Linked DNA regions of Mus musculus: regions 1, 3, 4, 5, 6 and 7 are each linked to region 2. Evidence: chromatin contacts called from public HiCAR-type and promoter capture Hi-C data. All regions are on one chromosome and are shown on one strand. Each heading gives the region's core, a stretch centred on a gene start, on an enhancer-like site or on the middle of the called end of the contact. The rest is flanking DNA. Distances are from core to core; before and after follow the strand shown. Region 1 overlaps Arhgap17 (Rho GTPase activating protein 17). Region 2 holds the start of Ndufab1 (NADH:ubiquinone oxidoreductase subunit AB1). Region 3 overlaps Arhgap17 (Rho GTPase activating protein 17). Region 4 holds the start of Polr3e (polymerase (RNA) III (DNA directed) polypeptide E). Region 5 holds the start of Arhgap17 (Rho GTPase activating protein 17). Region 6 holds the start of Uqcrc2 (ubiquinol cytochrome c reductase core protein 2). Region 7 holds the start of Eef2k (eukaryotic elongation factor-2 kinase).

Region 1 (3,444 bases), core at 529-3,028, 1.2 Mb before region 2:
TATTTATAGACTGTGTTTGTTTATCCTAGCTTCATTTCTGAGACAGTGAGAAAACACCCTGAAAAAAGCATCTTGGTGGAGGAAAAGGTTTAGTTAGTTTGACATTCCAGATTATAGTCTGTCTTTGAGGAGAAGTTAAGCGGAGTTTAGCGGATGATCATTCCAAATGCACAGTCAGAGCAGGCAGAGACAGATGTCCCATGTCGTCTGCTCATTGCTGCCACTTTTGCTCTAGGCTTGTTTCTTCCTCGTATGTGGTCCAGGATCTCCTGCCTAGGGAATAGCACTGCCCACAACTGTCTGGGTTCTTCTGTATCAATCAACCAAAATAATCACCCACAGACACGCCACACATCAGCCTGATCACCCACAGACACGCCACACATCAGCCCGACCACCCACAGACACGCCACACGTCAGCCTGACCACCCACAGACACGCCACACGTCAGCCTGATCACCCACAGACACGCCACACATCAGCCTGACCACCCACAGACACGCCACACATCAGCCTGACCACCCACAGACACGCCACACGTCAGCCTGATCACCCACAGACACGCCACACGTCAGCCTGACCACCCACAGACACGCCACACGTCAGCCTGACCACCCACAGATACGCCACACGTCAGCCTGACCACCCACAGACACGCCACACGTCAGCCTGATCACCCACAGACACGCCACACATCAGCCTGATCCAGACAGTTCCTCAGCTGAGGCTTTCTCAGGTGATTTCAAGTTGTGGCAAGTTAAAGTTTTAACAGTGACCATCACAAACATACACATGTGCACACACATGCATATGTATGCATGCATGTATACACAAGTGCGAGCATGCACACACACCTGATCGCACGTGCTGACATTTGAATTTCAAGTGCTATAAAACATTATTCCTCTTTTAAAAAAAAAACTATTTAAAAATAATAAAAACTCTCTTCTCTGACTGGCTTTGGCTTGCAGATGTAGTTTGCTGAACCCTTGGATAAACAAGGAGAAGGCTGCAGGATGAAGTATGCTGGGTTTGAATCAGAGTCTCTGCCTCTGATAGGGTGGCCATAGGCAAGTTTCCTTCCACAGCCTTACTTTGCTCATCTGGTAGAAGCTCTTACCTCATGGAGTTGATGTAAGAATTGAGGGAGAGACCAGCTGAGACAGCTCTTCTGTGCCTAAGATACACCGGCTGTCTTAGCTGTGGTGTCTCCGCTCTCAGTAGGGCTCTTACAGGGCTCCTGCAGCCCTGGCAGAACGGTTTGTGATATGGGTGTTGATACCCTGGACCCGTCTTTAGTCATGGTCAAGTAGACTCCACAGGGAGGGGGGCTTGGGAAGCACTGCCTTAGTTTCATGTAGTGGCCTCAGTGTGTTTAAACAGGCAGGGGCACATACAGGTATTTACAAGGTAGGCCTGAGGGCTCTGACCTATGAGGATGCTCCTCAGGTATGTCTGCCTGTCAGACCTGTGTGGATGGCTGTCACATACACATGATTCTATATGTGTGTCAATGTATCACTGGGATCGGGTTCTTCAGCCTTGGCACTGTTCATATTTAGGGCCTGTGGCTGGCAAAAGGATACTTGCTGTCCCTACAGGTGTCCACACGGTAGTTTCCAGAACTTGTGCATGTATGACTTTGTAATGGCAGAGGGGAGCCAAGGCTCCACGTAGATAGAAGGAGCAGTGACACTGGGTTTTCAGGTAGCCATGGAAGGAGGGAGTCACTGAGCGTCCTGATAGGAAGCTGTGACTGGGAAGAAAAGCACAGGGTGTCCATTGCTGCTGTCCTGCACAGTACAGGAAAGGACCAAGGAATGCGGGTGGCTTCCAGGAGCTGGGGAAGGAAGGAAGTGGATTCTCCTCCAACTGTCCGGAAAAGAGCCTGGCAGTGCTGACCCTGAGTTTCTGCCCAGCGAGTGCTGCTTTGAACTTTCGACCTCTAGAATTGCAAGCTAATAATGCATTTGTATCCTCTAAGCCCTCAGTGTGTGGCAGGGTGTTCAGCAGCAGTGGGCGCTAATGCAGCTGGAAACTCAGCCCCTGGTCAGCACTGGTAAGGAGAAAACAGTGTGATGCGGTGAGTGGAGGTCGTCTTGCACTCCCAGCACAGCAAGTCCACACTAGATGTCCCTGGGAGGTTGGGGTGGTGGTAAGGGGACAGTCACCTCTGGTTGGGAATCACTAGTTTAGATTTCGAGTGAAGGATGTGTAAGTTGATAACAGTAGCTTCACCTGCAGTGTGGAGTGACAGGAGCGAGGGATGATTTCCCTCCTCTCTAATCTAGAAGTTAAACGTCTATAGTAATATAGGTGCACTTACTCTTTTGGTTTTCTGATACACGATCTTACTGAGGCCGAGGCTGGCAGTAAACTGATTGTTGTTAGCTGAGGATGACTTTGAACTCCTGACTTCCTGCCTCCCCAGTGAGCACGAGATATAGGCCGACACCACCATGCTCATTTCGTTCCTCCTCATTTTTAAACACATTCATTTTGAAAAGTACTGCCCTAGTTGTGTTAGTGGCCGTGGGTTTTGCTGGGGAAGGCAGTCCTCTGTGCCACAGCCGCTCTTCTGCCTGGTTACATTGGAATTGTTTTACTGCCTCTTTTGAAGTAAAAGTCAGGTTTTGGTGGCACCCGTCCGTCATACAGTGAGGATCTCCCCAGTCCCTGCTGCATGGCAGGTAAATTCTGCACTCGGTGCTCAGGAGGAGGGATGGCTGCTTGCTCTCAGATGCTAGAGTGCCTCAGTCTGGCCAGCAGTGGTCACTGACGGCAGCACACAGCTTACTATGATGGTGTGGATGGACTTCTGGGTCTCTAGTCTGACCAGGAAGCCCTGGGGGTCCCGTGGCAGATGTTCTAGGCACCTGTTTATGTAGTAGTGATCATCTTGGAGACTGCATGGGCATTTTCAACAGTGGCATTTGTTGTGCAGGTGCCACCATGACAGTAGCTTTGCTATAAGTCAGCCCACGAGTCAGTCCATGGGAGGATTGTCAAACCAGCTAGAGCTTTCCCTTTGAGGCTACTGTGCACTACAAAACTCTGCTTTTCTAAGTTGAATGATCCAGTTTGGAAGTACTAGGAGCTGGAGAGATGGATGACTCAGCGGTTAAAAACACTGGCTGTTCTTCCAGAGGTCCTGAGTTCAGCACCCGCATGGTGGCTCACAACCAGTTTGGAAATACTTATGTTTTCTCCTTGCTCAGTAAGTAGGCTGAATGAAAGATAAGCGGATGGCTGAATGTCCCCAGACCTCGTCCAGGGACAGGGAAGCCACAGTGAAGGGAGTGAAGGGAGCCACAGTGCTGCTCTGAGGACTTGAGAGTTCCAGGGAGACATCTTAGGGCTTTAGAAAAACTACAAGAAAAATCCTACCTGGGGAGGTGGTGGGAGGTTGGGGTGGGATAGGGCTAAGCAGATTAGAACACTTGA
Region 2 (3,553 bases), core at 201-2,700:
AAAACAAAGGAAAGGGCACTTTGAAGGTGCGTTAGTGCAGGAGTTTGACTTTGGTGTCTGCCTGCTTAGTGTCTAGTTGGTGTGTGGGCTTCACTTGTCCATTTTTGTTCACCGTCTCAGATCCTGAAGTGTCAAAATGAATTCTACCTGCAAAGCTGTAAGTAACCTGCCTAATCTGTAATATACACACATTGTCCAGTTTCGCTTTTGGCTGTACTGCAGACTGAACCTAGAACGGTCATGCTAGGCAAATTCCCTACATCCATGCATTATCAAAATTTAAAATATGTACTGTTGTACTTCACCATTTCCTGGTCTCCAGGTTACTGTAAGCACACGGAGTTTGGGAGGTTTGTGGAGGGGGGGGTTATTTGTTTATTTATCTATTTTGAGACAGGGCCTTGCTATGTAGTCTAGGCTACCACCATAAGATGATCCTCCTGCCTCAGCCTCTGGAGTTGGGAATGAGGACGTGACAGTCACACCTACTTGGCTACTAGTCTTAAAACTCACACTTATAATGTGTACTGAGTTTTCACTGAAACAACAATAACAAAATCTTAGCGCTATGGGAGAAACGTGACATATTTTATTTTTCAGAGATAGGGTTTCACTATGTAGCCCTGGCTGGCTTGGAACTTGCAGTGTAGACCAGGGTGTTCTTCAACTCTCAGAGATCCTCCTGGCTGCAGAGTGATGGTATTAATGTTGTTTGCCACTATGCCATGATCCCCACCCAACTTTTTTTTTTTTTCTGAAAATGATGCAGTTTTAATATACCATTCTGCAGAAAGGGACACAAAGAAAAGGCAAAAAATTACTGTCGAGTTGATTTTGCCCTGAAATTCCTGCCTCTTTCTCCCATAGGCTAGACATTATAAAATTCACAATCTAGCATATTCCCCTCTCAAATTCTCTATCCTTTTTATTTAGGAGGAAAAACCTTATTTAATGAATTAATTTGAGGCTTGAGAGTGCCCCTTTCGCTGATTGTGGGCCAACCCATATTGTTGATTGCCTAAAACTTCTCTTTATTTATTTATTTTTTAATTATTCACTTTACCTCCCCGCTCCCGGTCAGCCCCTCCCACAATCCTTCCCCCATCCCCATCCCCTTCTCCGTCTCTGAGATGGTGGGGACCCCCCTGGGTACCTCGCTACTTCAAGTCTCGGCGAGGCTAGGCGCTTCCTCTCTACTGACAGCCAACAATATATTTCAGAACTTTGGGAGAAGAATCAAGTCGGTTTCTCTTTTGGGTCAGTGACAGTGTTTAGGGTTAGATGGCATTTGTGCAGTTGCAACCACAGCAGCCCTTGTCCTTCTAAAGGAGGTGGGTGCAGCGCGGCTGGGAGCCGCTAGGGTCCGCCCGCGCCCGCGCAGCCCTCAAGCGCCGCTCTGTACGTCGCCGGCGTACGGCGCTAGCTGCGGCCGCGGCGGGAGGCTGCGGCGCAGTGCATCCTGGGTTGGCGTAGCCATGGCGTCTCGTGTCCTCTGCGCCTGTGTCCGCCGCCTGCCCGCGGCCTTCGCGCCGCTGCCCCGGCTTCCCACGTTGGCCTTGGCGCGGCCGCTCAGCACCACCCTATGCCCTGAGGGAATCCGGAGGAGACCCGGGGCTCTGCAGTCCGCCTTGGCGCTCGCGCAGGTGACTTGCGGTGACTTTGCCGGGGCTAGTCAGGGGTCAGGGCCCCGGGCCGTCCGGGTTGGGGGAGGGGCTGCACAGAACCTGCAGGGGTGATGGGGTACACGGCTAGCCCCACTGCCTGACGGGTTTTGGTTGACCCCTGTCGCGAAGCTAAGTGTCTTATGATTAGAGCACAGGACTTTGACCCAGTCTTTTTTTTTTTTTTTTTTTTTTTTTTTTGGTTTTTCGAGACTCTGTATAGCCCTGGCTATCCTGGAACTCACTTTGTAGACCAGGCTGGCCTTGAACTCAGAAATCCTCCTGCCTCTGCCTCTCGAGTGCTGGGATTAAAGGCGTGCGCCACCATGCCCGGCTTTTGACCCAGTCTTGACTGAAGAACAAAATTGGACACCAGCTCTCATCCTTGCGGAGTGGCAATGAAGTTTAGGTGAGAGTTCGAGTAGAGCACCTACTGCGATTGGCAATTACCGTGGTCACTTCCAAGGACGTACACAAGAGGAAAGCCACTTGCCCATAATAGTCCTCTGCAGAGTATTCTCTAGGTTCCCAGAGTTCTATTGTAATTTCCCCCCTGTGGCACCTTTTGTCTGTGAACTTTCTGGAAGTAAGGATAGGAAACAAGTCCTGTGTAGTTTGCATATTTGATGAAACCAGTGTGGGGCTTAAACTCTGTGAGGATGTCACTTTCAACCCTAACTAGCCCTCTTCCCGCTCCCCTTCTGACTCTTTCCGCTGGTATCAAGCCCTGGCATGGCGTTTTAAGTTCCAGTGTGCATGCAAGGTTAGGAAGTACTGTAGTAGACTTTGGGCCAAGTTGAAGAACCGATTCTCATACTCAGTGACCTTCCTGAAGTAGTGGTTTCAGTCACACCTGCACGCTACAAGAAGAGCTAAGGTTCTACATCCTGTGTTGAGATTCACCGACAGTGTAATAGATAGGCAGGCCATTGTCCCATTGGCTAGACCAAAAGGTTGTCATTATAAAAGTGTTAAAAGGGCAGTAAAGGGGGCTGGTGAGATGGCTCAGTGGGTAAGAGCACCCGACTGCTCTTCCGAAGGTCCAGAGTTCAAATCCCAGCAACCACATGGTGGCTCACAACCATCTGTAACGAGATATTTCGCCCTCTTCTGGTGTGTCTGAAGACAGCTACAGTGTACTTACATGTAATAAATAAATCTTTAAAAAAAAAAAAAGGGCAGTAAAGCTGCTGTGCCTTAGGATCTAGAGACCAATTTCAGATTAAGCTAAAATGTTACTTCTCAAACTTAAGTTGTGCATAAAGTATTTTTGTGGGCTTTCTAGATGGGGTCCTGGGACCATGCTTTGAACAGGTGGTGTGCTCTCTGTCTGCTTTATACAGATAGTAGAGGAACTGCTTTATGCTTACAGAATGGTTTTGGTTACGGTCATTCACAGATGTGGAGACACAGTTGTTTGCAAAACATTTTAGATTTGTTATTGGACTGTGGATGTCCTCTGCACAGCCAGAAAGCAGATGGTAAGCAAGCTTTGTTAAAGGGTTTTCTCTGACTCACCCAGCTTAGATGAGTGAAATCAGTTGGCTTGGAAGTTTCCAGAATATGGAGAGTAGAACAAGGGAGAGTTTTGAAGAGGCGAGGGTTTATGTCAAACAGCTGTGTTTGAGGTGCTTCATTTCCAGAGGTTTGCAGTGAGCAGGTGACAGACATGGCCTTTAAAGCTTTTTTCATAAACAGAAGACAAAGGGGAGCAAGATAGACTCTGATGGTAACTCATCAGGATCAGGCCAGCTTACAGTCACTGCACATAGTGCCATCTTTGGTGCTTAGAGACGATTTATGTCACATGTGAGTCTGGGGAAGAACGCTGCTGAGACAACCTGTTTTGACCACAGGGAAGGTGCTTTTCTTTTTTTTTTTTTTAAGATTTA
Region 3 (3,884 bases), core at 968-3,467, 1.2 Mb before region 2:
GAACCACATTGTCCAACTCTACAGGCATTAATCTGTGCACAAAGTAGGGGGCGTAGCCTGTCTGTTAACATCTGCACCTTGTGCACCAGCCTTTACTTGATGGCCTATTTGTGCCCACGGTAAAAAGAGTGCTGTCACACACACTAAATCCACTTACATGTGTCTTGAGTGTTAAGGAAACATAGTTAACGTGTGGATTTTTGGCTGAGAATCATATGAAGACAACCACATTTCCCAGTGAGCTGTGGAGAAACATATTTTTGGCCTTGATATATTTGCTAACTGCTGAGAGAAGCCCCAGAATTTGACAGTCCTGGATGGGAGAAAATGTATGTTTTAAACTTCGAGGCAGTATATTTCCATCCTATTGTCTATGGGCACTTTATGAGATGTTCAGTTCTAATTAAGACTATGATTCCTGCCTTCATCGGGCAACGTAGCCCTTAAGTGAGGAAAATGCTAGCAAGTGACAGTTTCTCCAAGTAAGATGAAGCCGTGTGAAGCAGCTCGCTGCCCTCATACCCTGGCAGACTGCTCACCGTGGGCTTCTCTTGTTCAGAGAAAGCTTCGCTTCCATAGAGGCTTTCCCTGAGATTCACCGTCATCCTTTGTAATTGACTACTGTGACCTGAACCTCACTCAGTCCTTGCCATCGTCCCCTGGTGGCCTATTAGAGCAGTTACTCTTCTGAATTTAAGTTACATGAGGTGTTATTAGTCTCATTAGCCCATGACACACCATTCTTAGCTGTCTGCTCTGCTTATTCTCCAGAAAACATCAGTTAATGGGGTCCAGGCTCTCAATGTTCCAAACTTAAGAAAAGAAAATTAGGGGGCTGGAGAGGTGGCTCAGCGGTTAAGAGCACTGACTGCTCTCCTGAAGATCCTAAGTTCAAATCCCAGCAACCACATGGTGGCTCACAACCATCCATAATGAGATCTGACACCCTCTTTTGTGTCTGAAGACAGCTACAGTGTACTTACATATAATAATAAATAAATCTTAAAAAAAAAAAAAAAGAAAATTAGGTTTGGCAATGCAGACCCTAATGCTCTGAATGAAGAGTGTGTTCCTTCTGCCCCATCCTCCAGACGCCATCCTACCAGAAACCAACTGTTTTTTCCAGCTATCCATAGCTTTCAGCCAAATGCACACATACACACAGTTGCGTCTGTGTCTCCTGCAAGCTCAGGGGCAGTGGTGTGGCCTTGCACAGCCACTGGTGTGCTTATGGATGTGGCTTCCACCTCCTCACATGTGAGATGGGAACTCGATCGATCGATCGGCACAGAACTGTGTCACTCGACATGAGGCTGCCTGCTTGCTCTCAGCTGCACACACCACCTGCTCAGGGGCATCTGTTGATCAGTGTGTGAGGTTGGCTTTGCTAGGGTTCAAAGCCAGAACCAGGTGCTTGCTTTGGTAACTGGGATGACCGCTGACATGTCTTGCCACTTACCTGCATGCTGGGCAACGTGGGCGGCGTCCCTTCAGTGGTTTTAACAGTGAGAACCTGCGGGCTTCTGTCTCTCTAGTCGGCATGTGTGGTGTGTTGACTGTTTCTTCTCTCTGTGTAGCTTTGGTGTGAAGCTAATGGACTTCCAGGCCCACCGGCGGGGTGGCACTCTAAATAGAAAGCACATAGCCCCCGCTTTCCAGCCGCCACTCCCGCCCACGGATGGCAACGCCTTGGCTCCAGCAGGCCCAGAGCCCCCTTCTCAGAGCTCTAGGGCTGACAGCAGCTCAGGGGGTGGGCCTGTCTTCTCTTCTACGGGCATATTGGAGCAGGGGCTGAGCCCAGGTGACAGCAGGTAAGGAGCCCACTTCTGCTGGCAGACAAGGCTGGATGCCCCTGCCTACTTCCAAGTGGCCATCTTTGGCGTGGCGGCAGAGAGCAAACCAAAGTTGCTTTCACTCCTTTGGTTAGTGGGGGAGAGAGATTGCAAATTGCTTGTTTGCTTAGCAGCACATGTTGGTGTGCTTTGGTGCTGGAAAGTAGAGACTAACAGGTGTCTAATGGTGTGCTCGGCCTCTACCTGTTCAGTGTGTAGCTCTCAGTGTTCACGTACCCTTTGCCTGGGCGCTAGCTGAGTCACAGGATTCTTGCCATTTGTCATCCGTTTGCTCATTTAATAATTACATTCAGTTGCACAGAGTTGCCAAATAGCTGCTGTTGCACCAGGCTGCCAGCACACTGGGTGACTAAGGGTCCCTCCACCCCTTAGGCACACGGGTCCAAGAAAGAAAGTAAGGTGGCATGTGTTCTGAAAAGGCTTGTTCATTTGCTTGAACTTTGACACGATGCTGGGAGCTGGGCTTCACAGGGATTACCTTACGAGGCCTTCAGGCTGGAGATTTCTGCTCTGTACCACCCAGTTCTCCACTGATCAAGCAGAGGCCACTGCAGGACTGATCTCTGCTTCAGATCTGGTGGCTCTACAGGAGATGAGCCCTGCCCAAGTGCTGATGTTTCAGTTGTCATTGTTTTAGTCCTTGTCTTTGGACAGCCACACAGTGCCCCATGGTCACAAATGCACAAATGTGCATATGTGTGCAGTACATGTGCACAAAGCAAAGCCTGTTTACCATGTGTGGTTTATCACACAGATGGGTTTCCTTGCGGAACTCTGATTGCATCTTTTTGGTGGTTAGCCCATAATCCCAGTTACTTGGAAGGAAGAATAATTACAAGTTCAAGGCCAGTCTGGGTAACAGTGAGACCTTGTCTCAAAGTAAAAACTAAAGCATAGGGCTGAGGATGTAGCTCAGGTCGGAGCACTTGCAAGGTATGTCAGTAGACGTCAGAGAGAGCACAGGACTCTTGTTTTATCGCCGTAGCTGGACTCAGTGCTTATGTTCATCCATGAGTCCTGTAATCTAGGGAAGTCCATCTTTCAGTCAAGAAGTCTTGGCTGTGCTTTAGGAATGTGCTGGAGGTACCATGCTGTCAGTGACCACTCCGACATGCGGGCCTTGGTTTTAGAGTAAATGGTTTTTGTTTGTCCAAGTGATAAGCCAATTTCCTTATGACATGCAGTTTGTTTAACCAAAGCTGAATATTTAAGGAAGTAGTCAGCCGTCTGCAGAAAGAGGAGTGTGTGTCAGCCATCAGTCTGCCTTCTAGTTTCTATACTTGAAATATCTTTGTGCACACTTCAATGGCATCTGCCCTTTGGTGACCTTGACAAAATGTGATCTTTGGTATAGAAAGCTGTGAGCCGGGAAGTAGGAGGCCTGAATTGGCTGTCAGCTTTAGGCTGTCATCGGGCAGCTCCTCAGAGCTCCTCAGTCCAGGTAACTGATGGCAGAGTTGCTTTATGTTTGTTACTTTTGTACAACAGCTAGGAAAAAGTCCCCAAGCCTCATTTGCTTAAAATAACACCCAATTTAAGGACATGCAAAACAGAACATGAGGCTTACTGTGGATGCTCTGAGATGCTTGGCCTTAATCTCTGTGGCAAAGGAGCTGAAACTTAGTCTGTTACAGGGAATCTCAATGCCTAGTCTCTGAGTAAGATCTACTTATCTGCCCAATCCGAGCTCTTTAAAATGTCAGATAATCTTCATCTCTCTGGGTTCCGATGATTTCTCAAACTCTCTCTGTAGGGCTGGAGAGATGGCTCAGTGCTTAAAATACCCGATGCTCTTCCAGAGGACCAGACTTCAATTCCCAGCACCCACAGGCTTGCATCCACCTGTAACTCTAGTCCTCCTCTAACGTCTGTGCATACCTGCACACATGTAGCACACACACAGATCTTAAAAACAAAACCCCATTGTGTTAGACACTGTTTTGTTTTGTCTGCCATTCTCCAGACGGTACAGCATACCCGGCATTCCGGTAGCTTCTCCACTGTCTTGGTTGTTATGAGAGGTGGCTCAGG
Region 4 (3,729 bases), core at 885-3,384, 1.2 Mb after region 2:
TGGGAGGCTGAGGGAGGAAGATAACAAGTTTGAGGCCATCCTGGGCTATAACATAGCAAAGCCTCATCTGGAAAAAAAAGTTACAGACACAAAACAAACAAAAAGGCTTCCCTAGCTCCACCCTCCTATCTCCAATGCTCAAGAGACTGCCATTCTTTGTGACTGTCAGTAGCAATGCTACTATAGCATTGCTGCCTTGCTCCCAACCCTCCAACTGTCCCATAAAACAAATCCTTCCATGGACCCCTAAGCCCTTACACGATCTTACCCCTGTCTCCACATAAGCATCTCCTCATGGCCTAGTGACCAATTACTGAACTTCTAACAGGCCAAGCCCCAAGCATCCTTGAGGACACTCTGCACAACAATCCCAGGTCATTTTCTTTTTTTTTTTTCTGGTTTTTCAAGACAAGGGTTTCTCTGTATAGCCCTGGTTGTCCTGGAACTCACTCTGCAGACCAGGCTGGCCTCGAACTCAGAAATCCACCTGCCTCTGCCTCCCAAGTGCTGGGATTAAAGGCATGAGCCACCACTGCCCGGCTCACCAAGTCATTTTCTGGATGCTCATTTTCCTTATATGTAACCACTGCCAGTCCTTCCAGGATTAGACGTGTTCCCTGACAACTCAACTGAAACAGCCGCTTCCAGCCCCTTCCATTACAAGCATAATTCCTTATTTCCTGAATGGTCCTAAGCTGGAACTTCCTGATCTGCTTGCTGGTCAGGTGTTAGCTGTCCTCTGTACTAGACTTTAAACTCTACGAAGGCTTCTCTATGCTTCACATTCCTGGACCATTAAGTGGAGATAATAATTATACTTGGTCGTGGTTATGGGATCATTACTTTTAAAATTAAAAAAAAAAAATCACAGTTCTTTCTCCCAAATATTAATGATGCCAGGCATCAATATAGTACCAAATAATACTCTTCTCATTAGCTGTGCAAATCAAAATTTATAGTGCCCAACTTCGAATTGGTTTACCCAAGGTCACAGCCCCCCAAGAAAACAGGTAAAGAAATCCAAATCTAGCTGATGCCAAGAGCCTTGGTTTTATTCTTAACTAACATGCTGCACATCTCTTTGGTAAAAGGCAGTATGGTGTAGTGGTTAAGAGGTTGGACTGCCGTGCAAAACCTTACAGGTTCAAATCCTACCTCTTCAATATAGCAGCTGATTAGCGACGTGAATTGCATAACCCTGGGTCCTTTCCTATTTTAAACCACACACCGGCTTCAAAGGGATAAGGCGAACCTAGAAGGACTGTTGCTACGTGGCAACATGTTTTCTTCCAATATAAGACCGAACAAGACAGCCACAAATGAAAGAAGCAGGAGTGTCACCCATCTTACACTCATTAAAACACCGTAGCACGGGAATCATATCCCCATTTCACAGATAAAGGTATGATCTTATCTTTTCGCTCCCAAACCCAGGAACTCTAAAACAATATTCCAGGATGACCCGGTATGTGCACCATCCCCCGTTACTGGAAGGTCCCCGGGTCCACGAAGCAGTCGCCACTCTGCTTAAACACAGATCAATGAATGAGGCGTCCCGGGCCCGCTCGGGCTAAGCAGAGTTGACCAGGTTCAACGACCCCTGCCCATGCAGGCGGCCCCGAGTCCAGTGGCTTTCTCCATGTCGCCGGTGCTCAGGCGCCCTTCCCACTCTTCCGAAAGCCGCCACGCCACCGGGCACCAGTGCCCTCGCAGGTGCGGTTCGGGAGCCAGGCCCGGGCGGGGCAGCGCGGCCGAAGCCTGAGTCAGCGCGGGCCGCACCGCCGTCGTCTCCCCACCGTCCAGCCGAACGGAGCGACCCAGGCCCGGGGCGGCCTGGAAAGCCGGGCGGCCACCTTGCGCCCTGCCCTGGTCCCGGGAGGCCGCGGCCCCTCGGCACGCAGCGGCGGGGGCCTGTCTGGCCTAGTCAGCAGCGCGGCCCGGAGCACCGAGCGAGTGCGACGGCTGCGACCCGGATCCCGAGGCTGCCGAGTCGGGGCTCACCTCTCCGCCGGGGCCGCGCGCGGGCGGCGGAACGGCCCAGGGACCCGCGGGCTGCAGAGACGGCGGCGGCCGGGTCTTCTATCAGGCAGCGGCCATGTTCCTGCTGGAGAAACTCCGCCGGACACGTGGGGGGAGCGGGGCCGGCCCTCGCGCTTCCTCTTACCCACAATGCCCCGCCCCGGCGCGCGCGGGACCGCCCCTTCGGCGAGCTGCTCGTGGTGCAGAGAGCGCACATCGACAGCAGGGGTCGCCGCTGCGCTCGCAGAAGGAACCTAGAGCGAAAGACGCTGAGACAAAAGAAAAAGCCTGCCTTGGCAGCGGTGGGATTCGAACCCACGCCCCCGAAGAGACTGGAGCCTTAATCCAGCGCCTTAGACCGCTCGGCCACACTACCCAGCTGTTGACGTCGTTTTCTAAGAAGCTACTTATTGGATTGACACGTATATTTTCTTTCGATTCTTGGAGTTATATTTATTTATTTTATTTCCTGCCGATAGAAATTGCCATAAACAATATTATCATCATGCCACTTATTGAAATAAAAGTATTTAGATGCAAGCTTGTTCCAAATAAGTTTTAAAGCAAAGGATAGTTTATTTTGCGTTCTGAGTCAGTTGGTTAAGGTGTCAGGTTAAGCCACTCAGACACTCAAAAACCCGAATTCGATGTCTGGTTCTGTCAGTAACTTTCACCAAGCTCTCAGAGCTGAACTGTAACCCCAGGTCTGCAGAGTTCTATCTGAAAATTTACGTGTTTAAATTTTTAGTACACAAACAATTTTAAAACTTTGCAGATAAAATATATTCTTTGTAATATTCAAAATAAGATTCTTCGAGCTTTGACTTGCTCTAGTTTCCTAGTACCCAGCATTATTGGCTGATTGTACATCCTTTCTGCTCTTTTGCTGTCAATGTTTATCTCCATAGAAAATAGTTTTGTTCATATTGTGAATGGGTTGGTATATAAATATTAACACAGTAACACATAGAGATATACAGCTGGCTGGTTTTTCACTATACTTTTGATTTATTTTCTGTTTTGCTTTTGTTTTTAACCAGACTTTATTTTTAAGTATCTTTGCATGTTAATATGCCCATACAGACTTTTACGTTTACTTTATTTATTTGTTTGGGAGTGGGGAACGGGCGGGGGCGGGCCGTGGAGGTCAGAGGACAACTTGCCTGATGAATAAGTTCTTTTGTTCCACCCTGTGGGGGCGTCTTAGGTTGTCAGGCTTCGAGGCAAGTGTGTTTACCTACCTTCTGACCGAGCTATCTCACCAGCCCTAGATATTTTAAAACACTGAAAAAGATGAAAAAAAAAATAGTCACACACACCCCATATTTCCACCACCTAGAATTAAACTCATTTCTGCATTTACATTTGAACATGCATACATATTCATTTGTTGTTTAAACTAAGGTTCACAATGCCCAGGCTGGCTTTGAACTACGTGCATTGATGAGTTTGAATTTCTGATCCTCCTGCCTGCACTTCCTAAGTACCAGAATTACAGCCTTGCACCTGGCCAATATGGCATTTTGCTTCCAATTATTTTCTTGTGTACATAATTTTTATTAAAAGTTACACAAGTAAGGCCTTCGAAATGGCTAAGCGTGTAAAAGCATGTAAAAATCCCTGGGACCCACATGATAGAAAAAGAATCATCCACAAGCTGTTCTCTGTCACACATACTCACACGATAATTAAGTAATTAATTAATTAAGT
Region 5 (3,456 bases), core at 73-2,572, 1.3 Mb before region 2:
GCAGAAGGAGACGAAAGCTCCTAACTCAGCTAGTTTTCTGCGGTCTGGGGCCACAGATGATGGAATGCTGTGGCCCACATTTAGAGTGGATCTTCCCACGTCAATTAACCTGATGTAGAAACTTCTTCACAGACACACACAGAGATTTGTTTCCAAGGTGATTCTAGATTCTGTCACGTTGACACTTTAAACCATCGCACAGCCTGTAAAGGATGCCTTAGCCCACGGGGCACAGGGAATGTTGTGTGGAGCCAAGGCTGCCAAGTCAGGAGGACATGGCTGCGGGTCATAAAACTAACTTGGCTCAGTTGGACGAAAGGGCTCAGCAATGCGAAATGATCCCACCAAGTTCCCCAGCCTGTTACTGTAGGGCTGGGAATCAGAACCTCGCGGTCATTTATGGCAGCGGGGACTCAGAGGCCCATCAGTGCAGGGGCCTAGGGAAGGCCAGTCTCCTTTGGCTGGGGAGTCTGGGGGTCCTCATCTGATTGACCCTACTCTTTTGGCCTTTCCCATGGACCAGTTCAAGTACTGAGGGCGCGGAGCTGGTTCACCCTATAGATCTGCTTCAGCTCACTCCTGCTAGGTTAGGATAAACCCTGGTCTGACCCGCCGCTATAGGTTAGGTCCACTCGCTCAGCTTAACCTCAGCTCGTTTCAGTTCGCCTTCACTTGACCGGGCATCACTCGTCTAGGACTACTATTCCGCTCGGCTTGGCCGGACTCTTCTCCCCCCAAACCCCTTCCCGGGCTGGCCTGACTCCGGGTCCGACTGGACAAGACCCCATCCCTGTGTTCCGCCTTGCCGGACCGGACCAGGATCTGCGAGGCTCACTTGCGTTCTAGTTGTCACCACTAGAGTAGGTAGCTAAGTTTGGCTCTGCTCGGCCCATCCTGCCCAGCTCTAATTCAGAACCGCTGTGTCCAGGTGCCGGGCTGGGGTAGTCTCCGCTCTTCTTAGCAGAGCCACTCTCGTCCGTCTCCGATTGGCTCAACTCCATTCCTCTCCGCTCACCGATTGGTTCGGCTCCACTCAAGTTCGCCCAGCTCTGCTCCGTCCAGCTACGCCTGACTTCTCCGGTTTCGGCCGGACCAAGCTCGGCTCCACCTATCTAGTTTCGACCCTGTTCGGCTCGGCTCTACCCACCTCGGCGCGGCCTCATTGGTCCCCGCCCTGAACCACTTAACTCCGCCCATGTTGGGTCCGTCCGCACCTGTTCCACCTCTCTGGTTTCGGCCTCTTTCGGCTAGGCTCGGCCCAACTCGTGGTAGGGGCGGGCGGCGACGCTGGAAGTGACGCGGCGAGGGGCGGGGCCGAATTGTAGCCTCCGTCACCGCCTCCGGGGCCGGGAAGCGATGTAGGTAGGACCCGCCAGACGGTCCCCAGTTCTCCTCCGCCCGCCTGCCGCGCCGCCACCGCCGCCGCCGCCATGAAGAAGCAATTCAACCGCATGAAGCAGCTGGCCAATCAGACTGTCGGCAGGCGAGTGCGCGGGTCGCGCCGGCGGGGGGCGCGCGGGGGGCGGGCCGGTCCTGCGCGCGAGGAGCCGGGGAGCGGGGAGAGCCGGGCGCGGCCCGGCCTTGGGCCCCGCGGGGCGGGGGTCTGCGCCTAGCTACGGCTTGGGCGCTGCCCATTGTCCTGGCCGGAGGAGCATCGTCCTCGGGAGACTCACGAGGGTCTTTACTCCTCCCTGTCCCCGCCAGCCGGAGCTCGCCGCCTGGTGCGAAAACTCCGTAAACTTGTGTGCCTCTCGCAGTGCCAGGCGCGCAGCTTTGGGGCCGGTGTTCTCAGGCTCTCCCCGCTGATCCGCTGTTGCAGCCTTCCTCCTAGAAGAGCTTGCTGGTCACTGGGAACCTAAGGGGTGTTAGGCTACTGTGGCTTGCCCAGTTAAGTTCAGCCCCCCTCCCCTCTGTGAAGGAATCGAGAACTGCAGTCTCAAAATCCAGGCTTTTGGGAGTTTGCTGTGAGTTCTTGAGGTCTAGAGGTTTGGAAAGCGAAAAGGATGCCTTTTCTCATCTCACCTTGGATGTGGTATTTTCTGACACTGAGTGAGTGCTTGACAAGAAACTGATTTTTTTTTTTTTTAATGAAAGAATACAGGAGGGACAGTAGATGAGTAGGCTGTAGAACAGGAACGATTTGCGGTTTTTAGAGCTTTCAGGAGGCTGTTGTCATGTGCTGTGCTATCTGGAACAAATATTTCAAGGTCTTGCAGGGCGGATAGCTTTGCCGAACCAATTTGCTGGTTATTCTGCACGAAGATAGATGGGTTTTTCACAGCTCTTGCTGTTACCCTCCTCCCTTAGCAGTTAAGGACAGTTTGGTTTGGTTGAAGCACGTGAGACACTTCTTTTTTTATGTGTACGAAAATACTTTTACTTCCTCTTGGGTTTTCTAAATTTGCTTTTTACAATGTTTCATTTCCCCCAACCTTTTGCTAAGTTTTGTTATTGAATTTCTAAAAAGAAAAATAGAAGGGAAGAAAAATCCCTCCATCATGTAATCTTGGTATCCTCTATCCAGACTCAGTCCCTGCCCCTTAAACCCACACATGCCTAGTTTTTTGTTGCGTGTAGAGTTAGAGAAAGACTAGGGTCAAGGCGAGTAATCCTAATGGCATGAACAAGAAATATGATGAGAAGTGATAATTTTCTTGTGAGTCTTGTACTCCTTGCAGATATGCATGGCAGAATCAAAACTTAGTGGCTGCCACAATGCCTTTGTTAGATTTGTTATTGATTAGGTTTCGTCCTGTGTGGGACAAGGGAAAGTTGCTGGTTTTATGCAAAGTCTTGAGAGCTTTCTGCCTTGAAAGCTGGTTAGGGTTTTGTGGGCCCCTGCTTCTCCTTAGTCTCTCTTCCTAGTTTTACATTCTGGCCAGACTTGCCCACTTTCAGTTCCCACAGGAGGCCTATGTTTCTTATATGTTAACCTCTTCCTGGAATTCCCATAAGCCTCTCTTACCACACCTGGCCGATAGATAACCTTTCATGCTCTTCACTTCTCTCAGTCTCCATGTCCTTAGAAGATCCTTGATGTCTTGGATGGGCACCGTCTTGAGGCCATGCGCTACCTGCTTTCTATCTTCAAACGTCCTCTTTACCTGCTCGTGTTGGCTATTTGAGCACCGGGAGAGTCTTTCCTATGAGTCTTGGATTCCCAGGGTCTGTGTGTGACTCCCATCCCAGGACAGATGACCTGTCAAAATTGTCAATTCTGGGACTCCAGCTTGTCCTGCATTGCCTGGTGCTGCGGAATTAAGTTTGGGAAAATATGAACAGGATGGAGTGGTAGTGATTCATACTGGGACAGTAATTCTGGCCCTGACCTTTGACTCTGTTTGAAAGTCTTTATTGCTGGATGCCAGGGGAAGCTGCAGCTATTACAGAGCTGTAAGGGTGTGGTAGCCATGAGACTAAAGTCAGAACATCTGTTTTTACTGGGTTGAAAATCTG
Region 6 (3,963 bases), core at 459-2,958, 1.5 Mb after region 2:
GATGATGGATCTAAATGCACTGACTTTACACACACATATACACACACACACATACACACACACACACATTATACACAATGGTATAAAGCTATTAAGATATTCCAATTATGTCTAGGGTTCACAGGATTACTAATGGACATGCAAGCAAATACACTTTCATGATGCTAAGATCCACTAAACATGTTGTCAAGTGTACCTGTAAAGTTCTATAATGCTCCTACTCGGCACTGCCCAGACTGCTGTATGCTGAACACTCAGTCAGTGCTGGGCTAATCTGGCTGCTGGTTTTCACCTGTTCATGGAATTACTACTTTATCCCTTCAGTCCTGCTTGTAAATTATGAATATAATTAACTGTGTCATTTTCATTTTAGTTTGCTGGATAAGGTATATGCAGCCACTTGTGATTTTTAGCTGTGAATTTTTAGCTGTGCCCAAGATGTAATTCCTGTAACATCCAAGTGTAACAGTCCACATATGAATAATCCACACTTCCACTTCTGTGCTTTTGGGTAGTGAAGTTTAAAATCTCCTGCTTCTTTTGGGTTCCTTTCAGGAAAGACTTAGATACAATTTCTACTTTGTTTTAATAACACATGGAAAGTCCTGCTCTCTAAGGACTGCTAGCAATTGGTCTGTCTAGGCACAAGGAATACAACTGCAGCCTAAATTTGTACAACACATATATGTAAGTATAAAGCACAAGGAAACACTATGCCCAGGCCTGGTGTATCACTGTCTAGTCGTCTCTCAACACAGACACTCCTGGCATTTCCGCGTTGTAACTGTGCTGTAGGGGCTGCTGTTGTATGGTTGGATGTCTAGCTGCACCGCTGACCTCTAGATGCTAGAAGCACTCTCTCAACAGGTGGTTACGAATAAAAAGCTCCGCATGTGACCGGCTAGTAGGGGCAAATTAGCCCTTGTTGAAGTTTAAATGCTCCCATTCTCATCTCTTGAAAACCACGATTCCAGCGTGATAACGTGCTGACACACATGAGGTACTCCTCTCCTCACCGCAAGTGACAACTACATATTTTAGGGCTAGTCTTGAAGAAAGATCAAGAGCCCCTCCTGGAGGAAGCCTTTAAATGGGACCCCGAGAAAACGAGCATCTTAAGGAATGCGGGGACTGAGTACTGACAGGAACGAAGGTGCCGGCACTGAGATAAGCAGCGCACCGCGTTTGTGAATTTAATAAACTCGCACGCATTGGGGAAACCGACGCCTCGGGATCAACCCAGGGGCAGAGGTCGTAGGTAGGGGAAGCAGGCGGCCCGGGTGGCGTTGGCCTACACCCTACCTGCTTCTCGAGTGACCTTCAGGAATCTCCCGAGAGCCGCTTCTCCGCCACTCTCCAGGCCACCCTCCTCTTCCGCTTTCCCCGCGTTAGCTCTCGGCTGCTCACAGGACCCGCCGAGCCTCCCAGGCCTCGGCTCGCTGGCAGCCCCCTTCTCCGCGGGGTTTACCTGAAGGGCAGACCCAGGCCTGAGGCCAAGGCCGCACACTCCGCACCCAGCTCCTGAGTGGCCGACAAGCGTCCCCAGCCCTGCCCCACGCACGTCCCATGCTCACCGAGAAGGACCCGGCCCTGCTGAGGAGCTTCATGGCTCTAGCAGTTGCCCTTTCCCACGGTCACCGCTGCAGACAGCAAAGCAAGATGGGGTCGGAGGACCGAGTTTCCCGGTGTGCACTGCGAGCTTGCCCACGCCCCCTTGTACCGGCGGCCCTCTACGCATGCAGTGCTCTACTGCTCCGGTAGGCGGGACGAGCCCAGCTCCTGGGGAGAGGCTAGAGGTCTCCCGGACTAGATTGCAGCTTTTGTAGGTTATCCTTTCTGAGTTCTTTTTCTGCAAAAGACATGCAGCCTGTAATCCCAGCTGCGTCTGCAGCCGTCACAGTCACCCCAGCCGTCTTGGGCCTGCCCGTGAGTCCTCGCAAGTCCGGGAGTCGTCGGCACTCCCTGTTCCTCGGAGGTCGTCCCTCGCCACTTTTACTGTAGTCTTCCCGGTACCGCGAACTTGGTGACCGAGTTCACAGAAACTGGCAGGACGAATGTCTCGTCGAACAGATCGACACACTTGTAGGTCTCCTTGCCGCAAGGAGATCGTCACCAGCAAGGACTCAATCTCGTGAAATTTTCTCGCGCAAATTTGCGCGTGTGTGTATAATCAGGGACTTAATATAGTCTTCTATTGTACTTAAAAATGTTTAACTGTTGGTGATACAGACATATGGCACAAATCATTCGTGTGTTACACTATGATTGAGACTAATTCGGGAACCACTGCTTTCATGAAGCCGCATAGCTGCTTAAAAATGTTTTTGGTTACTTTTATTTTTTTTACAGTCCAGTCGTTGCCAGATTCCCGGTCCGCCCCTCCCACAGTTCCTCATCCCATTCCTCCTACCCCTTCTCTAAGAGGATGCCCCCGCCAGGCCTCAGTACTCCCTGGGGCCTCGTTTCTCAAGTTAGGTGCCTCTTCTCCCACTGAGGCCAGACCAGGTAGTCCTCTGCTGTATATATGTTGGGACCTCGGACTAGCTCATGTATGCTGCCTGGTTGGTGGCTCTGTGTCTGAGAGAACTCAGGGGTTCAGGTTAATTGAGACTGTTGTTGGTCTTGCTATGGGGTTGCCCTCCTCCTCCTCAGCTTCTTCCAGTCTTTCCCCTAATTCAACCGCAGGGGTCTCCGACTTCAGTCTAATGGTTGGGTGTAACTATCTGCTTCTGTCTCAGTCAGCTGCTTGTTGGGCCTCTCTGAGGGTAGTGTCAGTCCTTGGAGCCTCCCCTTGAGCTGGATCCAAATTTGGGCCTGCCACTGAACCTCTTTTCCTTCAGTCTGTTCTCCATTTTTGTCCCTGCAGTTCTTTTAGACAGGGACGATCTGGGTCAGAGTTTTTGATTGTGGGATGGCAACCCCATCCCTCCACTTGATGTCCTGCTTTTCTACTGGAGGTGGACTCTATAAGTTCCCTTTCCCCACTGTTGGGCATTTCATTTAAGGTCCCTCCCTTTGAGTTCTGAGAGTCTTTCACTTCCCAGGTCTCTGAGGGTCCCCCCATCTGAGGGGGGTGGTTTCTATTCTTTTCTGCTGGCTCTCAGAGCTTCACTCCTGATTCTCCCTTACCCCAATACCTGATCATGTTCCCCTTTTCCTCTCCCTGTCCCCTCTCCCACCCAGGTCCCTCCTTCTGCCCACCCCCTCCTAATGCTTTCTACCCCTCCCCCCCAAGTGGGATTGAGGACTTGGGTCTTTGGCTTGTTAACCTTCTTGAGTTCTGTATTCTGGGTATTTTGTACTTTTTTGGCTAATATCCACTTATTAGAGAATACATACCATGCATGTCCTTTTGGGTCTCAGTTACCTCACTCAGGATCATACTTTCTAGTTTCATCCATTAGCCTGCAAAACTCAGGATTGTCCTCATTCTTAATATCCGAGTAGTATTCCATTGTGTAAATGAACCACATTTCCTGTATCCATTCTGTCATGGGACATCTCAGTTGTTTCCAGCTTCTGGCTATCACAAATACGGATGCTATGAACATAGTGGAACAAGTGCCCCTGTGGCATGGCAGGGAATCTTTTGGATATATGCCCAAGAGTGGTATAGCTGGGTCTTTAGGTAAATCTGTTTCCAGTTTTCTGAGGAACCTTCAGATTGATTTCTGAGTCGTTGTACCAGTCTACAATCCCACCAGCAATGGTGGAGTGTTTCTCTCTCTCCACATCCTCACCAACATTCACCTGAAATTTTGATCTTAGCCATTAGGATTGGTGTAAGGTGGGATCTCATGGTCATTTTGATTTGCATTTCCCCGATGACTGAGGACTTAGAACAGTTCTTTAAGTGCTTCTTGGCAGCTTAAAAATGTTAAATGAATGCAATCACTGCCCCGAAATTCGTTGTACCCTGAGGATTCTCTCTAGTCATTGGAACCTCAACATGCCACAGTTCAG
Region 7 (3,451 bases), core at 940-3,439, 1.3 Mb after region 2:
GGAACGGAGGACTTCAGTGACTTGCCTAACAGTAGTCTCTATTTCCTTAACTAGAACACCCAGGAGCAGCTAGGAACCTCCCCTGAGAATTTCTTAGAAATGCAAATTGGGCACCTCCCCGCAGAGCTCCTCAAGGAAACTCCAGTGTGGTCCAGCAATCGGAGGCCGGCAAGCAAGCCATGCAGGGGGCAGCTGTTGATAGAACCACAGCCCCGCACTCACTCACTCACCTCTGACTCTTCAGCCTGTGAAATGTTACCGTACTGCAGCGACTGACTCAACCCTTTTCTTTCTCCGAAGCCTTGTAGTCTGTACCTGTAGACCCTGGTTGCAAGAGTTTAGTCAGATACTCTTTAATTTGGTGTGTGTGTGTGTGTGTGTGTGTGTGTGAACACGAAGGTGACTGTGGAAGTCAGAAGAGCACACTGGATGCCCAGGAGATGGTGTGGCACGGGTGAGCCACTCAGCCAGGGCAACCGAGTCCCCATGATCTTACAGCTCTTTCCCCTTTCACTTCAGAGGTAAGTGTTCTCACCCTCTGAGCCGGCCATGCTCCCCCACCCCCCCACAGGCCCTCATCCAACAAGCTTTTAAGGCTCAAACCCAGGATCATCCCAGGTGTAGACCCGGTGGCACCCTGGGACTTGGAGGTAACTGATTCCTGCAGCTGCCTCTCTCACCAACTAAAGCCTTCCTAAAGGCTGTTGCTACTTGGTTGCTGTGCCTGATCCTGAAGTTTTTCTCCTTCACAATAGAAATTAAGGTAGAGAAGGAACCCTAAAAACAACTCGATCCTGCCGTGCACCCCTAGGTTCCTACAGGCCGTTCCCAGGGGGGAATTAACAGCTGCCAGCTGTGGATGACAAGATCTCTTGGGGCGAGTCTGATCAGTGCAGGGTAAAAGGTTTGAAAATACTATGTTTGTGAAACAGCGTGGCATGAGCCATTCAGGAAAGTCACGCCTAACGCGCTCAGACTCTCAAAAGAACCCAGTTCTTTGGAACAAAGGAGTCGCTCCCCGCTAGCCTTCCTTTCCCAGGAACTGTTGCCGCAGCAGAGAGGGGTGAAGAGCTAGCTGTCTAAGGTCGGGGTTTGAACACGGCCTGGACCCACTCCCTCCACTGGCTTCGTCCTCCTCACAGAGCAAACAGCACCTTCCCCGGGAAGTCTTCCCAAAACTTCACTCTTAACCCCTACACTCACAATCCTTGTTTACTTACTCTACATTCCCTACCTGGCCTCTGAGGATCTGGGGTCCACTCTGGACCTCGGCTTTCTCCTCCGTAATATCTGTTCAGTGGTCCCAAGCCAGGGAGCGCCTCATCGCGGAGGACGCAGAAATACTCCCCCAAGGAGAATTCCCAAGTCAGATCTCACTCTTCCGAAACGCACGCGATCAGTCACACACAGGGCGCAGCTGGGCAGGTTTCCCGCAATCCCCTTAGCCGACACTAGCTAGTTTTGGCCCAGGGCTCACCCAGGAGGTCCCCGCCCCCGCGCCACCAACTGCATACGAATGCTCAGCCCCTTGGCGCACAAGTCTCCAACGCCTGCCAACACCCCAACTCCCTCAACCAACAATGCTGCAAGGGCGTATGCAGCTCAGACCTCGAGGTTCCGAGAACTGAGGCCCGCATAGGCCTCTAGTGTGGGGAACCCGGCGAGGGGAAATGTTACTTGGGCGTTTCAGGGGGACAGGCGGGCTCGCCGAGGCACAGAGGAGACCCGGGCGGAGGCCCGCGTGCGCTGCCTGGTGCAACCAGAACTGCGCTCACCGCTTGCCAACGTCTTTCTTTCCTTCCTTACAGACGCAAACACTGAGCCTCGGGGGAAGCTCTGCAACCAGAGAAGCGCCCCAGTGGCCTTTCGGGGGGCTGCTGCAGCGGGACGCGCGGGCTCCCCATCTTCCCGTCACCTACCTCCCACAGTGTGGCAGGCGCGACAGCTGCTGCCCACGGCCGCAAGGATCCCAAGGAGCTGGCAAAGGCTGGCGGCCGGGCGCTCCAGGGTGCAGGGAGGGAGGAGAATCCCCGGTACAAAGCGCAGGCGACAGAGAGCCAGGCCCGCAGCCGCAGTGGGGCGCCTGAAGACGTCGGAGCGCTGGAGCCGAGCACGGGCTGGAGTTGGGGCTGCTGCCGCTGGGGTTGGAGCTGGAGGCTGGAGGCTGGGACCAGGGCTGGGGCGGGACTGACGCACGGGGCGCACGCCCGGGCTCACGTGGCCGTCCCCGGGTGGCCATCACCTCCATGCAGCCGCCGTGTTGTCTTCTGGCTCCCCCGCCTGTTGAACGCTTCCTAGACACCTGGGTCTAACGTTAGATTTCATGCTGTGTGTCTGGTGGCGCATACCCTTAACCCCAGCACTTGGAAGACAGACTGCGGGCGGATTTCTGAGTTCAAGGCCAGCCTGGTCGTCTACACAGTGAGTTCCAGGGCTGCACTGAGAAAACCTGTCTCAAAAAAAAAAAAAAAAAGGGAAATCTTAAGGATTTCATGACATAATTTTGAAGAAATTTAACACTTTCAAGAGAGGGAGGGGTAACGAAGGAGCAGGAGGGGGCAAAACAACAAAAATTGTGTTAAAAACTCATAAAGAATCCAAATTCATGGTAAGCACATATGTATTTAATATTTACATATAAATTTATAAATATAAGTATAGAAAATTATACACGTATATGTAAATATTTAATATATAACCTATATATTTTTGTTTAAATTTAATATTTGTATATAAACATATATTCGGTTTAAATTTATACAGTTCGGCCTACCTGACAATTCCAACTATTTCTATAATTTTTAATTAATAACTTTATCAGGGCCGGGCGGTGGTGGCAAATCCCAGCACTCAGGAGGCAGACACAGAAGGATCTTTGTGAGTTCAAGGCCAGCCTGGTCTACAGAGGGAGTTCCAGTACAGCCAGAGCTGTTACACAGAGAAACTTTGTCTTAACAAAAACAAAAAAGAAAAATCTTTGTCAAGCCTTCCTGGACTCTCTGGAGGGAAAAATCACAGTATTCCTAACTCTGAGCCTAGGGCCTGGCACATAGTGCTTAATGGGTGGGAACTTGGGCATGGTGGTAGACCTCTGCAGTCCCCAGAAAAGCAAGGCCAGCCTGGGCTACATGGTGAAGCCCTTTCTCAAAACTCAAATCTGGTGCAGTGCATGGAAGGAAGGTAGCCCTTGGAAGATGTAAAGACTGAAAACCAGTGGAGGCAGGCATGTGTACTTTGAGGTCATATCTCACCGTATACTTTAGAGTAAAAATCTAAACAGTTGCACATTTTGAGCTATTTGTCCATCCAGCTGCAGTCAGCTATATAAGGTATGCAGGCACGACTAGCTGTATTGTACAGATCATAGGACTGAGACTTATAAAGAATGTATCTTGCCCAGGGACACAGTTAGGAAAGGGTGTGATCTATTTCATTTAATAAAGCAACTGTT

The links. Promoter capture Hi-C pulls out the DNA fragments that hold promoters and counts their contacts. HiCAR-type assays count read pairs that join an accessible place to other places.
Region 1: a promoter capture Hi-C map of liver shows a contact between it and region 2, with 2.8 times the contacts expected there. The contact joins the enhancer-like site here to the promoter of Ndufab1 in region 2. A contact is called at or near these places in 4 of 39 promoter capture datasets (the 3T3-L1 cell line, liver and pre-B cells), 1 of 115 datasets of contacts at active chromatin or transcription factors (embryonic stem cells) and 1 of 9 other capture datasets (adipose tissue).
Region 3: a contact with region 2 is called in a promoter capture Hi-C map of hippocampal neurons, with 2.6 times the contacts expected there. The contact joins the enhancer-like site here to the promoter of Ndufab1 in region 2. A contact is called at or near these places in 6 of 39 promoter capture datasets (the 3T3-L1 cell line, the C10 cell line, hippocampal neurons and 2 more).
Region 4: a promoter capture Hi-C map of the HPC-7 cell line shows a contact between it and region 2. The contact joins the promoter of Polr3e here to the promoter of Ndufab1 in region 2. A contact is called at or near these places in 2 of 39 promoter capture datasets (the HPC-7 cell line and pre-B cells).
Region 5: a contact with region 2 is called in a HiCAR-type map of astrocytes, with 5 times the contacts expected there. The contact joins the promoter of Arhgap17 here to the promoter of Ndufab1 in region 2. A contact is called at or near these places in 2 of 39 promoter capture datasets (embryonic stem cells and liver), 2 of 115 datasets of contacts at active chromatin or transcription factors (astrocytes and embryonic stem cells) and 2 of 9 other capture datasets (adipose tissue and liver).
Region 6: a contact with region 2 is called in a HiCAR-type map of astrocytes, with 4 times the contacts expected there. The contact joins the promoter of Uqcrc2 here to the promoter of Ndufab1 in region 2. A contact is called at or near these places in 4 of 39 promoter capture datasets (the C10 cell line, liver and pre-B cells), 2 of 484 Hi-C or Micro-C datasets (cardiomyocytes and liver), 2 of 115 datasets of contacts at active chromatin or transcription factors (astrocytes and cardiomyocytes) and 1 of 9 other capture datasets (adipose tissue).
Region 7: a contact with region 2 is called in a promoter capture Hi-C map of liver, with 4 times the contacts expected there. The contact joins the promoter of Eef2k here to the promoter of Ndufab1 in region 2. A contact is called at or near these places in 1 of 39 promoter capture datasets (liver) and 2 of 115 datasets of contacts at active chromatin or transcription factors (astrocytes and pro-B cells).

Annotation. Positions count from the first base shown.
Region 1 is chr7:123,337,020-123,340,463 of GRCm38.p6, reverse strand. The region is part of intron 1 of Arhgap17 (Rho GTPase activating protein 17); the gene reads left to right. Among named protein-coding and RNA genes, the nearest start is that of Arhgap17, 31 kb to the left of the region's middle. Within about 2 kb of position 1,778, at least 22 of the 459 cell types and tissues checked have an H3K27ac peak or open chromatin away from gene starts, as enhancers often do. A contact at or near this core is called in adipose tissue and liver, where this site is marked.
Region 2 is chr7:122,099,745-122,103,297 of GRCm38.p6, reverse strand. Ndufab1 (NADH:ubiquinone oxidoreductase subunit AB1) reads left to right here and starts at 1,450. Exons shown (of 5, transcript NM_001360744.1): 1 at 1,450-1,643. The coding sequence starts at 1,476.
Region 3 is chr7:123,292,399-123,296,282 of GRCm38.p6, reverse strand. It overlaps Arhgap17 (Rho GTPase activating protein 17), which reads left to right. Exons shown (of 20, transcript NM_144529.2): 17 at 1,578-1,811. Among named protein-coding and RNA genes, the nearest start is that of Arhgap17, 76 kb to the left of the region's middle. Within about 2 kb of position 2,217, at least 23 of the 459 cell types and tissues checked have an H3K27ac peak or open chromatin away from gene starts, as enhancers often do. A contact at or near this core is called in hippocampal neurons, where this site is marked.
Region 4 is chr7:120,916,183-120,919,911 of GRCm38.p6, reverse strand. Polr3e (polymerase (RNA) III (DNA directed) polypeptide E) reads right to left here and starts at 2,134. Exons shown (of 21, transcript NM_025298.4): 1 at 2,002-2,134. n-TLaag4 (a tRNA gene) reads right to left here and starts at 2,395; the gene lies at 2,314-2,395.
Region 5 is chr7:123,367,781-123,371,236 of GRCm38.p6, reverse strand. It overlaps Arhgap17 (Rho GTPase activating protein 17), which reads left to right and starts at 1,322. Exons shown (of 20, transcript NM_144529.2): 1 at 1,322-1,483. The coding sequence starts at 1,431.
Region 6 is chr7:120,632,934-120,636,896 of GRCm38.p6, reverse strand. Uqcrc2 (ubiquinol cytochrome c reductase core protein 2) reads right to left here and starts at 1,708. Exons shown (of 14, transcript NM_025899.2): 1 at 1,575-1,708. The coding sequence starts at 1,607.
Region 7 is chr7:120,841,569-120,845,019 of GRCm38.p6, reverse strand. It overlaps Eef2k (eukaryotic elongation factor-2 kinase), which reads right to left and starts at 2,189. Exons shown (of 18, transcript NM_007908.4): 1 at 1,920-2,189. Gm36449 (a long non-coding RNA gene) reads left to right here and starts at 1,509. Exons shown (of 2, transcript XR_378468.3): 1 at 1,509-2,421.